Regions from separate parts of the Zea mays genome. Here region 2 is linked to region 1. Evidence: chromatin contacts called from public Hi-C data. All regions are on one chromosome and are shown on one strand. The core of a region is the stretch at or near the end of the contact, and the rest is flanking DNA. Distances in the headings are between cores, read along the strand shown.

Evidence for each region. A called contact is a pair of places that touch in the nucleus more often than the background predicts.
Region 2: a Hi-C map of bundle sheath shows a contact between it and region 1, with 2.4 times the contacts expected there. The contact joins the promoter of LOC100191460 here to the promoter of LOC103655968 in region 1. A contact is called at or near these places in 6 of 25 Hi-C or Micro-C datasets (bundle sheath, ear, endosperm and 2 more).

Annotation. Positions count from the first base shown.
Region 1 is chr4:235,531,717-235,534,656 of Zm-B73-REFERENCE-NAM-5.0, forward strand. It overlaps LOC103655968 (WD-40 repeat-containing protein MSI4), which reads left to right and starts at 1,448. Exons shown (of 3, transcript XR_002750497.2): 1 at 1,448-1,620; 2 at 1,713-1,941.
Region 2 is chr4:235,706,300-235,709,170 of Zm-B73-REFERENCE-NAM-5.0, forward strand. It overlaps LOC100191460 (phosphoenolpyruvate carboxylase3), which reads right to left and starts at 1,282. Exons shown (of 10, transcript XM_008678212.3): 1 at 790-1,282; 2 at 297-688; 3 at 87-171. The coding sequence starts at 945.

The DNA of each region.
Region 1 (2,940 bases), core at 198-2,697:
CGTAGATCGAGCGCGTCAGCAAGCGTTCCCGATCAGGAGTGCCGGATCAAGCGGCGGCAAGCGAGCGTCTCATGTCACAAGAGCCGTAGATCGAGAGGTGGTACATGTCGGCGGCGAATCCAGGGGCCACGCGCCGGCGGCTAGCGCAGGCAAGGCGAGGATGCCGGCGGCGGTGGATCCAGGATGTCGCGGGCTTGTTTGGGCTCGACGGCAGACCCTACATGGGCTCAGTGTTGAGCCCATGTAATACTACGCAGGCGCTGGAACGAAGCCGGAGCGCTTGTCCGTCTGCATAAATTCCATTTTTATTTTTATTTTTTACTTTGCGCATCTGAAAAACTTTACTCTGTCCTAGTAATACTAGTATTTTTTATCACTACGGAGTGGTTGAATGCACTGTAGATAATAGTTATCGGCTAAAATTAGCTGACGACATCTAAACAATTTAACTAATAATTCAAATAATAGCTATTTTTTAGTAAATTAGTTAATTTTTAGCTCGACATTTGTTAGCTAGCTAATTTCACTAATAATTTTTTAGCTAAAAACTAATAGTTCTAGTGCATTCAAACAACTCTATATACATTGGATTCATTCATCGGCTCAAATAGTCTCATGGCATGGGACCGCCCTACAGTGCCATGATGGACCAGTACTTTTGACCTATGCTATAGTATTTCCATCTCCATGCCATACGGCATCAACATGGAATAGTGATATTCTGGGGCTCACAAAAGATGCCCTTGCTATGGGCAGTTCCGAGGAGGAAGAACATCCGCATCATAGAGTTCAAAGTCTCTACTACTACAGTATGGAGTATCTATATATATATGTAGCATTCAAGGCGGCATGAAATGGAAGCGATTCCGGAATATATGCTCTGCACAGATGATTGGCTGCAGGTAATGCAGCTCGACCGCTAGCTTTCCTATCCCCCATCTCTCCCACCATCCCTTGTGTTAGAGCGGCTCCATAGGAAGTGGGTCCGTCCGAAATTTTTTTAGAGAGTTGGATGATTCAATATTGTATAATTTTATTTTTTTAGAACTACTATGTCCTATATGGAACTGATCCTAACGGCAACAAATTTGAAATTGAGTGACTCTGTCTCCACCATAATCTGGAACCAAACACTATCTAAGTTCTTTGCATCCGTATGTAAACTACAATCGCTATTATACTACACGGTTTGGATATATTCCATTGGTGGACCTATATCGGAGTCGTGTAAAGGCTATATAAGTGAACATTGGATATAAGTGGACCTATATCTTGATGTCCAGGGAGTGGGAGGTTCTTGATTTGGCACGCCAAGAATTCTGGCAAGAGTCAGAACTACCTTGGGCTAGAAATCCGCCAAAAGGTTTTATTGGTTTTAGGTTTCAGCTTGTTTGGTTTCTGGATTGGATGATTTTTTCCTTTTTTTAATGTATAAATGCCCGGATCTGCCTTTCAGTTTAAGAGAGATCAGAATTAGAACCTCAAGCAATGTGAACCTCAAGCTCAAATTTTTTTTCAACCTTGATGCATTTTATGTCTTTACCTTGCAAACAGGTTAACGGAATCATGCAACTTCCACAGAACATTAAGATCATAGCCACTCACACTGACAGTCCAAATGTATGTTCAGACCTTATGATGCTGTTTAATTCTTGTGAGGCATAATGTGTTACAGTTGGAATGATGTCAACATTTTTCCCATTGTCATCCAGGTACTTATTTGGGATGTTGAAGCACAACCAAATAGACATGCTGTCCTAGGAGCAAGCGAGTCTCGCCCTGATATGATATGGTTCATTGTTTTGTTCAGTGTGCCAGATATACTCTTCTTTGGCACATGGCTTACTAGCATATACTATTTGTTTAGATATTAACAGGACATAAGGAAAATGCGGAATTTGCGCTTACCATGTGTCCAGCAGAACCATGTCCTATCAGGAGGTTAGCCTATTTTCATCTTGTATGTTTGTGTTTGTCGACACCAGTTACATTCTAGCAATCATGTCCTATCATCCACAATGTGTTAGTGTCTGAAACTCGTAACCAAAATCTGGAATTAATGTTTGGTAACACCAAAAAGGTTGTCCAAATATGTGACAATTTTCTGCCATTTACAACCTCTTTGCTGATTTAAGAATCTATTCGACAACGAGCAACCTCTTAACTGATTTACGAACCTATTGGACAATTAACAACATAAAATAATCTTCAAGATAAATATTTCATTGTATCAATGCTATGCTTGATGGTTTTGCATCGTATTTATGATATCAATAGAGTTTACAAATTCATGTCCCTTTTTATCTGTCTGCATATGGTGGTTACAAAGCTCCTATTGTCAACTACCCATTAGTTATACAAATCTAACATACTGATTGTTCTTCCTCTGCTCATTTCCTTATATTGTCTTCTATATACAAGGGAAACAATGGATGGATAGATCATCAAGGTTCAGGTCTTCAGCTCTGAAGCTTGGTATGAAACGTCCAGGTATTTATCAATAAATTTTGTCTGAGTTAATCTTGTTTAAATGTTTTCACATCTTGGGTGGAGTTAAACATCTTCTTTTCCTCACTCCGCTTAAACTTCAGGAAAGTGACAGCAAAAATATAATGATGTAGCATATCTTGGTGAATCCCCGAGTGAAGCAAGTGAATTCATTGAGCTAGCGCAACTACCAGGTGGTGAAAACACATGCCCTTAGATTTTTTTAGATGAGCAGGAAAAAAGGCCTAGGAAGCATTTCAGGTGCGAAGGCTGAAGATGCTAGATGTAGAAAGAGGGAAGACATGGAGACTGCTACTAAAAAGAGTGAAGAATCAGATACTGAATCTGAAGAGGAAGAACAAACACAAACTGAATCAAGCACAATCAAAAAGCAAGGTCCTGCCATCATTAATCTTGTTCCTCAGTTTGATTTCGTATTTGAATTGTAGTTAT
Region 2 (2,871 bases), core at 32-2,531, 170 kb after region 1:
TGGTGCGCTTAATCTGCAGTAAATCATCAAAGTGATCTTTTTAATAAAACATTTTCAGCTCAAGTGGTGAAGTCAATATATTTTACCTCCCTCTGAAGTGCCTCATCAAGCTCCTGCTTGTCGTCAGCAGTGATGTCCTTGGCATAGAGCTGCCGCAGGCAGTTACGGATCCTAAACAACAACAAAACAAACAACACCACGGGGCAGGGGAGCATTCAGCATTTGCTTCCGCACGCATGGACTTCAACCAAAGCAACCACAGTCCACAGTAACGCTACGACTACGATCATTCTCACCTGCCGTGCTTCTGGAGAAGAGACCTCCTCACGGATTGTGTAGGGTGGGCGGTGAAGACGAGGTCGACGGTCTGGCTCTTGAGCGCGTCGAAGACCTCCTCCCGCGACTTGCCGAGCTGCGAGACGAGGCGCTTGAGCGTCTCCTCGATGTCCGACTCTGTCGGCGCGGAGGCCTCGTCGGCGAAGTCCCCACGCTTTAGCTTGATCCGGCGGCGGTGCGCGATCTGCACTTCCTCGGCAAGGTTAGCGAGGTTGAGCATGTGCGAGAAGGAACTAGCGACGACGATGGAGTCCCCCGGCGGCAGGCTGGTGAGCTTGCTCCCGAGCTCGCCAAGCCGAGCCTCATCCCGGTCGTTCTCGTACTCCGCCGAGAGCTCGTAGCACTCCTGCACCTGCACACGCGAAGAGAAGCCACCTGATCAGCACGTGCACGGCTTCGTCGAAACATGCGGATCTGGGGGTGAGGAGGAAGGCGGTACTGATCGGGGCGTACGAATTCGCGTAGGTGGGGGCCGTGCAGGTCCTGGAGGATGTCAAGGAAGCGGTCGACGAGGAGGGCGTCGTACTCGACGAGCTTGTCATCCTCGGAGACCTTCCCGGGGGCCAGCAGCCGCAGCTGCGCGTCGATCGACTGGTGCCGCTCCGGCATCGCGGCGCAGCGAATCGAACGAATCAAATTCCCGCCCGGCGGCACAGACAATCCCCTCTCGCCCGCGAGCCCGCAGCGGGCGTGGGAAATGGAGAGTGGTGGAAGCCTCTGCTCGCCTGAGCGGGGCGCAGGTGGAGGCGGAGATTGGGCGGTGCGCGCGGCGGAGATGGGGTGGGAAGTTCGGAGTGTGCGTGCCTATTCTATTTGTACGGGGGGACGGGAGCCCGGGTTGATGGTGATCGTGTGCGGGCCCGTCTGGAGAATTTTATGTTCCTGAGCCCGTGAGCCGTGCGTCTCCCTCGTTGTCGGGACTCATGCTAGTTTTGCAGATTGGTCCTGCGGACTTTGCGATTATTCATAGTTAGGCAAGTGTTAGGGCTTGTTTGGTTAGCTCTCAATTCATATGGATTGGGTGGGATTGGATGGGTTTGAATCCCAGACAAGTCAAATTTCTTCTCAATTTTTTCCAATCTCATTCAATCCATGTGTATTGGGAATAACCGAACAAGCCCTTAGTGGGGTTATAAGGTCTTTTTTATTCTCGCCTCTAAGCACTCTAGAGTACTTTAGCTCAGTTATCTAGAGTTCTAGTACTAGATCTGATGGACTAAAGTTTAAATCTAACTTTATACTTTTTAAAAGTTTAGAGTTTTAGAGGAGCATCATGAGGGTATTTGGCAGAGCTCGACTTCACAAAAGTTAGGTCAACGTTATAAACTTCATAGTTGAGCAGCTCTACTTCAAATTTGCGGAGTTTCTAAAAGTGTTTGCCTTACAAACAAATTTAAGCTTCACTAAAATAGGATTTTCTTTAGAAAAGTCACTTGTACCCTTGAATGGTTGTTTGAGATTGTTTATTTACATGTTTTTTATAAAAACTTTAATAGAAAATAATAGTATGCCATAGATATAATAAAAATATTTATAAGGCATACTAATATATAGTGAGTATAATCTATGATTTTATAAATATTCCAAAATTGTACCATTATAAATTTGAATCACAATAATCTACTTCCAAAAATAGTACCATTATAAATTTGAATCACAATAAACTACTACCGCTATATACTAGTTCTAACATTGGGCGATAGCAGTCGCTAACTTATCTACAAATAGATATTTATTTTTAAAGTAAAGGTAATGAAGCAACTCAAGTCACCATAAGTCACCTCAACTTCTTAGGCCATCTCCAGCAGGTCGTGTAAACGACCGTATAAAGTACTGTTTTGCACTGTAGATTGTACTGTTTATAGAGTGAAGTTTGAAATAGGGTGTGAGATAGAGAGTGGGTTAGGAAGTCTGCTAGAGATAGTCTTATAGTGACAATATAGACCTAGCTTTATAATCACAAGTATCACGAGTTCGACCGACAAGGAATCACACGCAGTAGATCAAAAAGATTACATGCCTTAGACTTATATTTATAGAGCATGTTTGATTGGCTGGTACACACCAACATCCACGGTTGCGCGCCTCTAGGCGGGTAGCGAACGCGCTCAGGCTCTGATATACTCCTGAAGCTCCTGCATTCTCCCTAGTTCTTCACTCTTTTTTGCATCTCTATTGTTTCTCAGCGGGGGATCTTTTGTCGAAGGGGGATGTTTAGGGGGAGAAAATCTGGACCATTTTAGGGAGAAATTCTTGTCTGGATTGTTGGGGAGAGATTTTGGATTTTTGGAGCTCCTTCCTATCAAGGGGGAGTTGTAATACCCAAAAAAGGAATACAATGAGTATATAGTTGATATTCTTATATTGTGTGCCATAACTTCATCATAAAAGGAGCATGCCTATAATTAAGAGTGATGAATAAATATATATATATAATGTTCAAATGGAATACACATCATGTTGAGGTTTTTTGTGTGCATTTTATGATGATATAAATATGTAAAAAGAAATCTGTTAAATATCCAAATGGGGATT